Regions from separate parts of the Danio rerio genome. Here region 1 is linked to region 2. Evidence: chromatin contacts called from public HiCAR-type data. All regions are on one chromosome and are shown on one strand. Each heading gives the region's core, a stretch centred on a gene start, on an enhancer-like site or on the middle of the called end of the contact. The rest is flanking DNA. Distances are from core to core; before and after follow the strand shown. Region 1 holds the start of cdc42bpb (CDC42 binding protein kinase beta (DMPK-like)). Region 2 holds the start of vipas39 (VPS33B interacting protein, apical-basolateral polarity regulator, spe-39 homolog).

Region 1 (5,939 bases), core at 245-2,744, 150 kb after region 2:
TCTTCATAGAAGGACCCTAATATACAGTATACAGTTTTTTCTAACTATTAATTTAGACTCACTACAAATCTTTACTTTTTAAACATTACATTTTGCCCACACTACTGAGATTTCTTTTTACATCTTCGTAAACAATATATGACAATATATACTATATATTAGGCATCGGACGAGAACCGTTTTCAAGGAATACTGCGGTTTAAAAGTCAAGGTTTTAAAACCGACAAAGTTTTCTGTAATACAGTTCCTAAGGTATAAGTAAGATTTTTATTTACATTTTTTTTACAACAACATTATTTCCAGCAGAAAAAATATCCAAAGATGCCATTTTAAAATGTAAAGAAATCTGTGTTTTTGAAACAAATGAAGACAGCAGAAGTCTATGATTCATTTTGATTATTTAGCCTGCCATGTTTACTGCTCCAAAATATTATAAACTTTCAAAAAATAAAATATATTGTTTTCAAAGGGGAAAAATTGGTTGTTTTTTTACTCAGACATTGAAAAAGAATATCTTTTAGAGCAGTGAGCACAATACCGTGAAACCGTGATATTTTTATCCAAGGTTATCATACCCATATATGATTAGGTTATCATACCTATTATATATATATATATATATATATATATATATATATATATATATATATAAACACACACACACACACAAACGGTTTAGATGCAAAAAACTTTAAATCCTTCTAAGACTCTTGCGTGTAGAAATTTTGCTCTTAAAGTGAGAAATACGTTCTTTTCATTGCCTTCAGTGAAATACTAGAACATAAACATAGGAGGTTGCGAAAAATGCTCATGTTAGGAGAGAATTTCAGATGATATTTAAAGGTTTTTGCATCTGAACTCTTCCTATCTTAATATATAATATCAACACACACACACACACACACACACACACACACACACATATATATATATATATATATATATATATATATATATATATATATATATATATATATATATAAATTATTATAAGCAGATGCAACTTCAGCAGCATCTACTTTGCATCAGCTGCCCAACCCTATACTATCCACCATAAGCTCATATAAATCCTTGTTTTTGAGTACTTCAACTGGAACAACAACACGTCAAGCAGTATCGTCCAAACAACGAGGCCAGGAATCCCAAGAGCAAATGTCACGGCAGCAATTTTGACAATAGCCTGAAGTCAGCTGGGTGATTAAGGCAAATGTAATAACAGATAAACAGGTCTTAAAGGCACACGCACAGATTTTCATCCCCGAACGCGGTCACTAATGCACTCAAATCCATCAACTTACCCCATTCCAAAAAGTCCGTCACATGTTTTTCCCGTTTTAAGGGCGAGTTGCTGCACTCGTTGTATAAACATATGAGAATATCCAGCAGTGTCTCCACACTCAGTGACTTGTCGTTTTTCTGATGGCCATCCAGCAGCAACTGCTCCAACTTCTTCAGGCGCACCTTCGCAGACATTTTCTACCAATTTAGCGGCCTGGCTACCACTCCCAGAGCCAGAAGATGTGAAATAACACTTGTCGGATTTAATATAACCGGTATTCGCGTTATAAATACACACAGTTGGTGTTTATCTGGCCAAAACGTGTGGAGCTCTGAAGTCCCAGACTCCAACTGCTAGCCAGCCATCCAGCTAGCCAGCTAGCAAAATGTGCCCAACATTGTGCTGAGATAAACGAAGCCCTAATGCGCCTAACCCCGCTGTTGTCCGCCGGTTTCCAGCCTTTCCTCCCCCCTCCTCACTCCTGAGGCCCCGTCGGCTCCATTCGCCTTAATCCGGACAAATCTGTACTTTCCACTTTGCGGGATGTGTCGGGGCTTTTTCTCCCGTCGAATCTCAGGATGACTGGACGCTCATTCCGCTCAGCTGGAATTCTTCAGGAATAAACGAAGAACTACACACACCTTGGACCTACATAAACACGCCCCCCACAAAACTGGGTGATTTCTCGAGGTAGGCGAATCCTCGAGTGTGAGCGGGACTAGCCGGTGTGCTGCTCCGCGAAGCCGAATATGGCTGCATTCGTGTTCAGCCTTGTCTAGCGTTCCCGAATGAAGAATCCAGACCCGGGATAGCGGAGCCCCGCCCACCCGCACCGGAAACGCTGGGGATATGTGTGTGACGCCATGGTTTGATTGACACCGGGAGGCGGCGAGCACTGACCTCATCAGGAGCTCATATGCACTGAAAACAGCCGAAGCGTCCTCTCGTTGACCAGACCCAAACACTCGGTTCAACAGGGAACTCCGTGAATGAAGAGCTTACAGATTTTAGCAACAGTGGCGGATTTAGGGATTTGGGGGCCCCAAGTTCTGAAATGTATCCTTTCTACTTTTATTTAATTTGTATTTATTTTGTCACTATATCACTATCACTATATATTCTTTTCTACGTTTTATCTCAATACATTTACATGTTTTACTTAAAAAAAAAAAAAAAACTTTTTTAATACATTTACAATTTTACATTTTAAATAATTAGATTGCTTAAAATGAATTTACTATTAACAAAAATAATAAATAAATAAATATATATATATATATATATATATATATATATATATATATATATATATATATATATATATATATATATATATATATATATATATATATGGCTCCATGATTGATGGTGGTGGATATGTTTTAGTAGTATTATTATTACATAACATAGTAATATTAATAGTATATTTTATTGTATATAAAATAACATTTAATTACCTAATAATTTTATTTGCATAACTGTTATACAAAATGTGATAGAAAACAATGTTATATATAGTTTATAGGTATAATTTATACTTCAAGATATTTATTGGGGGCCCCTTGATATCCTGGAGCCCCAAGCAGCCGCTTACCTTGCATATTGATTAAATCTGCCCCTGATTAGCAAATGTATGTTTGTTTTTCTCTGGTGTTCTAATTACTTTCTACTTTTTAAAATAATTTTAAATTAAACATGTAAATATTTATTAAGGCTGACACAGGGATGCAGTAGGTAGTGCTGTCGCCTCTCACAAAAAGGTCGCTGGTTCGAGCCACGGCTGGGTCAGTTGGCATTTCTGTGTGGAGTTTGCATGTTGTCCTCGTGTTTGTGTGGGTTTCCTCTGGGTGCTCCGGTTTTCCCCACAGTCCAAAGACATGCGGTACAGGTGAATTGGGTAGGCTAAATTGTCAGTAGAGTATGAGTGTGTGTGGATGTTTCCCAGAGATGGATTGCCAATGGAAGGGCATCTGCTGTGGAAAACATATGCTGGAAAAGTTGGCGGTTCATTCCGCAGTGGCGACCCCAGATTAATAAAGGCACTAAGCCGAAAAGAAAATGAATGAATGAATCCATTTTTATATGTATTTAAATATGTATTCTACAGAGCTGCTCAAATGGTAGTTTTGTTATTGTGATCTCAGAAATATAGCAAGATTCCTCATTCGTCAAGCACTGTAAAAATGCAGACAATGTGCCAAGCCCTCACCAGTGTAAGGGGCACACAAAAGACTTAACCTCTATAAAGCCTCTCACAGTAATTGCAGCTCCATTCAGTCAGAATGATTATGACTGTCTGTGCATTCGGACATGAGCGTGACCTTTTCACCTACTCTGTAATTTGTTCTTATGGTTATTAATGATCAGTTATCATTATTATTGCCATTTTTACTCGTTCGGTGATTGTTTAGACCAGTAATAGCCTACTCGTTGGTTTATTTAGAGCTGGGGGGGGTATTAAATGTTTAACGTTGATTAAACATTATGCTTTTTTTCCATTCCTATATTCCACATTTTAAATCACTTTATAATATACTTTAATAAACACATCTGTGACTGTTTTTTTCTTTTCATTATTTCACAGACATTTTTAACAGATTTCCACACAAATCCAGCTGCAGAATATTCACAGACAAAACCAGTTATACCATTATGGCAAGCCATTTTAACATTTTATCTAAAACATAGTATCTCCATATTTTCAGTTAAATTCCACTACTTCATTTGTACTAACATTAGTACAGAACACTCAACAATTTTGAAAATAGGCTCATTTTACTCCCCTTAAGTTGAATTTTACCATTTATTAATGCATTCATCCAATCCCCAAGTATGGCAGGAGTAGCTTAGCTTAGTTTAACATAAATCAATATATCGGTTTAGACCATTAGCATCTCACTCAAAAAGAACCAAAGAGTTTCGATAATATTCATATTTAAAGCTATAATATTTATAGTTACACAGTGAACTAAGGCAGATGAAAAATCTCTCATTCCTGCGTAAAAATCAGGAAACTTTGCTTCTAAGAAAGTAATTAAAATGCCTTGATTATAATAAAGATGATAGAATACACAAAACATGTCACTATTTGAAAGGGGGAAAGTGTAATGGGAAATATGGAGAATAAAGCCTGCTTGAGCCAATCATTGATCGCTATGGACTGACGTTTCTCCAGGGAGAAAGCTCAGACCAGACGTGTGCTTTTATGACAGTTTGGTGGTCAACAAACGCATTGGAATCTTAGTGAATACTTGCTTCACAAGTTACGTTTCCATCCACCTATTTTTATGCAGATTTTGGATATGTGCATAAAAAATATGCACATATCCAATGTGCATCCAAAAAATACATGCACATAACTGAGTAGGATAAACTTTTTATTCGATAAGTAAAGATGAGCTTAAAGTGCAATGGAAACACTTTTACCAAACTAATTTCAGTATGCGCATAAAAAAAGGTCATGTGATTTTGTTATAAGAGATCATGTGAGTGAATAAACAAACAAGGAGGCTGAGCACATTGTAAAACATCTGAAATTTTGTTTTGGTCATTCTAAAATGCCTTTCAGTATTATTTTTAATATATTATTATAATGACCTCCAAAATCGAGAGTGTCTGTGCTACAAGTCTCAAGTGCTCTGCCTTCTGAGGCACAAGACATTTAATAAATGAAGAAAAGATTCATGCAGCTTCTCTTACTGCAGGAAATTACATTTTTACTGTTGACATTTGGCGCTAGATAATCAGGAAGTGACGATTTTGTTCACTTTGACTTGCTGCTTTATTCACACATCTTCTATGCGATAATCCAGTTTTGCACATAAAGTTAATTCACATTTTTAGATGGGAACATAGCTACTGACATAAGAATAAATCCACATAAATCTGTACTTTTAAATGAACAAAGTGCACTTGAAAGCAAAAGTTTTTTTTGATTATGCAATCTGTATGAAACGAAAGCAAGGTACAGTCCGTCCTGCCAAACACACATCACATGACAGCAGCAACTACTTAAACACCCACAAACTTGTAAACAAAGAGTCGCTGTCATTTCTGGAGAAGATTCACCTTTAAGACCAACTTGTGAATAACTTTAGAAGAGCAATGCGATCAGACGATCATTACCCAGAGGATGATAATGTCTAAAACAGCCACAAATGAGGTTGGTGTCGTGATCTCGTTCTTATTGAGTGCACATGCGTTTTAGCTCAGAGAACCTGAAAATATGCAGATTTTGTTTGACTAAGACGTTTAGAAATTAAACTTACAAGACATTTGTCGTTTATTTTACTGCTGATTCCAAATATGTAATGTAATTGTAGGCTTGGCAAACAGTTTTGGATAATTTGATGTTTTCTCATTCAGGCAGAATGCCTGAGCATACTGCCTGTGAGGTGTTTCAAAGATGGCCACCAAGTGAAATCACTTGTCTTAAAGGGTCTTTGATTATTACAAGTATAAATCTATTCACTTATACTGACTTATAATCAAAGACCCTTTAAGGCAAGTAATTTCCTAAAACATTACAACCAAGACAGCAACTTTTCATTTTGTGTTGATCTTATATGCAATGTTTCTTCAGATGATGAGCTTTAAATAGGACAATAAGCTATACTAAACCTAAACTCATCTGTTAAACCAATAAAATTATTGACATTAT
Region 2 (5,913 bases), core at 2,747-5,246:
ACTCACTGTGTAACAATCAATCAAGTCATGGCCCGTAGTTTTATATTAATGAAACAAGCAATGAACGAGTGTATGTTGGAAATAAAACAGCTTCGTTTAACTTAACAGGTTGAGTCTCTGCAATGTTCTAGTATTGAGTTTTAAGCCATCATATGTATATGTATATATCGCAGTGCTCAGCATAATTGAGTTCACCCCATTTTGAAAATGAATATTTTGATCAATTTCTCAGTGATCATAGGCAGAGTATTTTGGTGCATTTTTATTTTTATTAAAATATCATTTGTCACCAAACATATTAAGAAATTGAAAGATAATACAATTTAATTCAAGCAGAATATTACAAAATAAAAAATGACAACCTACAAAATTAACTAAATATTTCTATTTTTCTTGCTTCTCTTGATTTTTCCTCGTTTTTAAATTTGTATTTAATATTTTTCTTTAACATATAAATTTGGGTGTACTAGTTTTTGGAACGTTCAGTTATTTTGTTAGATAAGCTCCAGATTTGGCTTCAGTACTGACTAATCTAATGTATATGCACATTAGATATATAATATTGTAAAGCTTCCTATTCAAAATTTGAATTTAAAAGAGAGATCTGTGAAGGATGTACTTATGTATGCGGAGCACTGTATGTATATGGCGACGCGGTGTGCAGTAGGTAGTGCTGTCGCCTCACAGCACGAAGGTCGCTGGGTCAATTGGCATTTCTGATTTCTGTGTGGAGTTTGCATGTTTGCCGGTTCGATTGGGTTTCCTCCGGGTGCTCCGAATTCCCCCACAGTCCAAAGACATGCGGTACAGGTGAATTGGGTAAGCTAAAACTGTCCGTAGTGTATGCATGCGAATGAGTGTATGAGTGTTTCCCAGCGATGGGTTGCAGTTAGAAGGACATCCGCTGAGTAAACATATGCTGGATAAGTTGGCGGTTCATTCCGCTGTGAAAGAGACTAAGCCAAAAAGAAAATGAATGAATAAGTATGTATGTATGTGTGTGTGTGTGTGTATATATATATATATATATATATATATATATATATATATATATATATAAATACAAATATATATAAATACAAATATAAATATAAAATATATATATATATATATATATATATATATATATATATATATATATATATATATATATATATATATATATATATATATATAGTATTTTCCTCGTCATGTTGTCCACTTGAAAAAATCTTTATTTTTATTTATTTCACCATCTGCAAAATAATTATTGTCTACATAAAATTGTTGCTAATAGTTTCCACTTTCCAGCAGAATTATACATTTATTTATTTATTGTTAAGGTGGTAAATCATGAACCTTACGTGAGGGAGCTTCTTTACGCAAACGAAACATAATTATGATTACAAGTAGTGATTTTAAGGGTGGAAAAAGTGTGTATAAGTCAGAACAGTGAATATTTTAGCTATGGCAGTCTCGTATTCGTCATCAGGCTTGTTTTGGGCTATTTTAATTGGCCTTTGGGCTGGTTTGTTATACAGACCTGTCAACCTCGTCCGGTGTTACGGTTTAACTGGTGACCGTGTTAACTGGTGTCCCTTTCCAGATGTAAGCTATTCACGTTTGCAGATTGGCAGATTCGTCACTTTTTCACAGCAACAAAACATGTCCATACCAAATAAAGATTCTCATTAGTTGGTGTCAGTGTCATTGTGTGCATTATTGATTTTAATATCTGTGTAGCAGAACAGTATATAACCAAAGTAAATAAAAAAAATAATTAGAATTGACATGTCTTTAACAGGATTCGAACCCGTGTAGTGAAAAGGTTTAGCACACGTATCAGTCAACTTATCTAACTGAGCTACTCAGAACTTCAAACGAAACGGTCTGTTTTAATATCTTTGTCAATTAAAACATGCCTTGCTGTGGTTGTGGACCCGTGTTAACATGTTTCCATCGATGTTAACATGTTTACATGCTGTTTAGTTACATGTACTCGCGTTAACGTGTTTCTACAAACTCTCCCGCTGATAGAATAGCTCTCTGTGACTAAACGATGCTTCATCAGTTGCTCAAACCATGTTTTTTCTTAGCTCTAGACTCATGTCTACCTGTGCCTTTGGAGTCGTGTTAACTCGTGACCCATGCTCATACATGTAACGTAAATAAAGATTTTATCAAAAAATGATACAATGACGATATTATTAAGCAAGGTATTATGTCTAATATATATATAATATATTTCATATATAATATTATGCAACAGAATATTAGAATATTATGCAATCAGAATATAATAGTCACATTGACTCGTGTTAGTCTGTGTCTACAAAGTTAAACGAGCTGTGTTTTCTCAGAATAGCTCTAAATGACTACGATGTTCCACTAAATAAGCATACGTTATAAATCGCAGTCCCCCCCCCCACATTTTATTTTAAAGAGAATTAAAAAAATCAGGCTACATAAACAAAACTCGTATGTGGATTCGAACCTACTAACAAAAGAGAAGCATGATTGGAACATACGTGCTATCTAATTGAGCTATCAAGCACTGATGAAATGTAAGGCTTAGCAGCTTTTAGTAATTTTATCGCATGTAGCCAAATCATGTTCATAAGTACCTTGATACAGATGTGACCAAGATCATACATTGAAATGTTGCGATTTTCAATTAATATTCTGTTGCATAATATTATATATGAAATATATATTATATATATTAGACATAATATGTTGCATAATAATATCGTCATTGTATCATTTTTTTGGATAAAATCTTTATTTACGTTACATGTATGAGCATGGGTCACGAGTTAACACGACTCCAAAGGCACAGGTAGACATGAGTCTAGAACTAAGAAAAAACATGGTTTGAGCAACTGATGAAGCATCGTTTAGTCACAGAGAGCTATTCTATCAGCGGGAGAGTTTGTAGAAACACGTTAACGCGAATACATGTAACTAAACAGCATGTAAACATGTTAACATCGATGGAAACATGTTAACACGGGTCCACAACCACAGCAAGGCATGTTAACTGACAAAGATATTAAAACAGACCGTTTCGTTTGAAGTTCTGAGTAGCTCAGTTAGATAAGTTGACTGATACGTGTACTAAACCTTTTCACTACACGGGTTCGAATCCTGTTAAAGACATGTCAATTCTAATTATTTTTTTTTTTATTTACTTTGGTTATATACTGTTCTGCTACACAGATATTAAAATCAATAATGCACACAATGACACTGACACCAAGTAATGAGAATCTTTATTTGGTATGGACATGTTTTGTTGCTGTGAAAAAGTGACGAATCTGCCAATCTGGAAACGTGAATAGCTTACATCTGGAAAGGGACACCAGTTAACACGGTCACCAGTTAAACCGTAACACCGGTAGTGTTTAGAGCAGTTCAATAGCTAACAAATTACTTTTGAAAAGCTCTTGTTGTCTTTATAATATTAAATAATAAGCATTTAGGAGTGACAGGGCCATACAGTTCAGTAATGATACTGTGGTTAAAAAAAAACGATAATGCTCCACAGAAAGACGCTGAACTCACCCGTGAAAACTCATCGTCTTCATCATCGAAGGTGAAGGCTTTGAATTTGGAGCTGTTCCAGTACTCATCATCCTCAGGTTTGGCTCGTGTCATCTGAAAACACACTGACTGAATTGAGCAAACAGCAGGAGCTGCAGGTCTCTCACTGCATCAACACACTCTGATCTTTAAACACACACTTTTTATTCACAGATGTGTCTAAACTTGATCAGCTCCTAACCGACGCACTTAACACAGCTGTCTCTTAATTTATTATCCTTATACTCTGCTGTTGTCAGAAACTGTCAATACGACGTTTCATGATTCGCTAATGTAACGTGTAATGTTAAAAACATTCATTCCTGTGCGTTGATACAATGCTGCGATTTGGATGTTTATGAAACAAACGTATCGTTATGGTTTTATAATCTCGATACAGACTTACCTTCGGAATATTACAGTGAAAAAAATCAACCCATGAAACGTCAGATTTGTTAGCTACTACTTCCTGGTTCCAACATGTCGCCAAAATAAAAGTCTGACTGGTAAAGGATAAAAGACCTTAACCTGCCGTTAACTTAATTAACCTAGTTAAGCCTTTATAGTAGTGTCTTGGAAATATTATATACTAATATTATTTAGTGTCATCATGGAGAAGATAAAATAAATCAATTATTAGGAATGAATTATTAAAACTATTATATTTAGAAATGTGTTTAAAAAATCGTCTTTCCGTTAAACAGAAATTGGGGAAAAAATAAACAGGGGGGCTAATAATTCTGTTGGTTCTCTGAATTTTTTGGATTTTAGCACTTTAAGTTACACATTCAAGGTTAATTGGCTTAAGCAGTTTAGGAAAAAAAACAACATGTTTGTGGAATTTTATTCCATGAGTTTCTTCTCATGTGTAACTTTAAAATTGAAAAGCTACCAGCTATATTATGATTTTCATAAACAAGTACTCCTAGCTTAGACACTGATAAAGCACAACTTTTCACCCCATCTGTCTTTTATTTGGAACAACGGGAATGTTATGTATAAGAATAAATCTATATTTTTAAAAAGTTGGTTAGATAAAGATATACTGTTGATTGGCCAATTAATAAACTTCAAAGGTCTACTATTTTCATAAAAAGAATTTAGAACATTTTCAATTTCCTGTTTCTCCAAAAGAATTTTCTGTAGTTATGGGATGTATCCCATCTGGTCTTGTTTCTCTATTAAGAGGTACCGTCACTTTATCGCAAATTTCACTTAATTTGGTCGATTCTTATATTGGAAGGTTATGTTTTGCTTCTCCCTGTAAAATAATAATAGGATAATCCGTTTATTATTTCAGCAGAGTAGTATTAGTCTACCAGGTGTGACTGCTTATTGGAATAATGCAGTGGATAATATTTGTTGGAAAAAGGTATGGATGCTTCCTCATAGTTATTTTCTAACAAATACAGTAAAAGAGATTTCTTATAAAATAATTCATAAATTCTATCCGGACCGTCATTAAATGAAAAAATATAAAAGTGATATCTCCTCCAACTGTTCCTTTTGTGATGACTGTTTTGAACTGGTTTTTCTTCTTTTTGGTACTGTCCACTTACAAAAATATTTTGGAAAAAATGTCTTGAATTTTACTCGAAGTAAAATTGATAGTAAATGTACTTTGTATTGGAAACATGAAGTCTTGGGCTTTACTGAATATGAACAACCTAAAAGTAAACAGTTGTATGTGGTGAACTTAATTTTGCTGCTTGCTAAATTCAATTCAGATTCAATTGACTCATAACCAAAAGGCTCTTAAAACTTCATCTGTCTCCGGTTCTTTCCCTATGTTTAATGAGTAAATTTTGCCTTTTCAATATGTATTTTTTATATACCCCCTGTGTTTAGCTGTTTCTTCTTTTTTTTTTCTTTTTCTTCATTGTTAAAGATGATCTGCCTATTTGTTGATGTATGTATAAATTGTATACACTGTTTATAGGCTTAATAAAAAAAAAATCAGTTGGTTTTGATTCCAACTATCTGTCTGTCTGTCTGTCCCTCTCCCTCTCCCTCTCCCTCTCTCTCTCTCTCTCTCTCTCTCTCTCTCTCTCTCTCTATATATATATATATATATATATATATATATATATATATATATATATATATATATATATATATTGAGAGAGATAATTTTTAATCTTTTATTTTCCACTTATTTAAATGTCATTCTGTGTTCTTGTATTGATATGCATGTACTGTATATACCCTGAGCTCCTGAAAAAAAAATCCTTGTATGTTTGCGCACACTTGGCGAATAAAGCTCATTCTGATAATATATAAATACATAAAATACTAGAATTTACAGCAAAACAGCAAAATTTTATAACTGGCATACTCACTCACTCTCCTTTG

What was found. HiCAR-type assays count read pairs that join an accessible place to other places.
Region 1: a HiCAR-type map of caudal fin shows a contact between it and region 2, with 4 times the contacts expected there. The contact joins the promoter of cdc42bpb here to the promoter of vipas39 in region 2. A contact is called at or near these places in 5 of 18 Hi-C or Micro-C datasets (caudal fin, embryo, hematopoietic stem cells and 2 more) and 2 of 4 datasets of contacts at active chromatin or transcription factors (caudal fin and embryo).

What each region holds. Positions count from the first base shown.
Region 1 is chr20:20,984,025-20,989,963 of GRCz12tu, forward strand. It overlaps cdc42bpb (CDC42 binding protein kinase beta (DMPK-like)), which reads right to left and starts at 1,495. Exons shown (of 36, transcript NM_001045125.2): 1 at 1,299-1,495. The coding sequence starts at 1,473.
Region 2 is chr20:20,827,800-20,833,712 of GRCz12tu, forward strand. vipas39 (VPS33B interacting protein, apical-basolateral polarity regulator, spe-39 homolog) reads right to left here and starts at 3,997. Exons shown (of 19, transcript NM_001001836.1): 1 at 3,968-3,997; 2 at 3,544-3,636. The coding sequence starts at 3,636. LOC566974 (serine/threonine-protein kinase pim-3) reads left to right here and starts at 3,308. Exons shown (of 5, transcript XM_068215630.2): 1 at 3,308-3,680.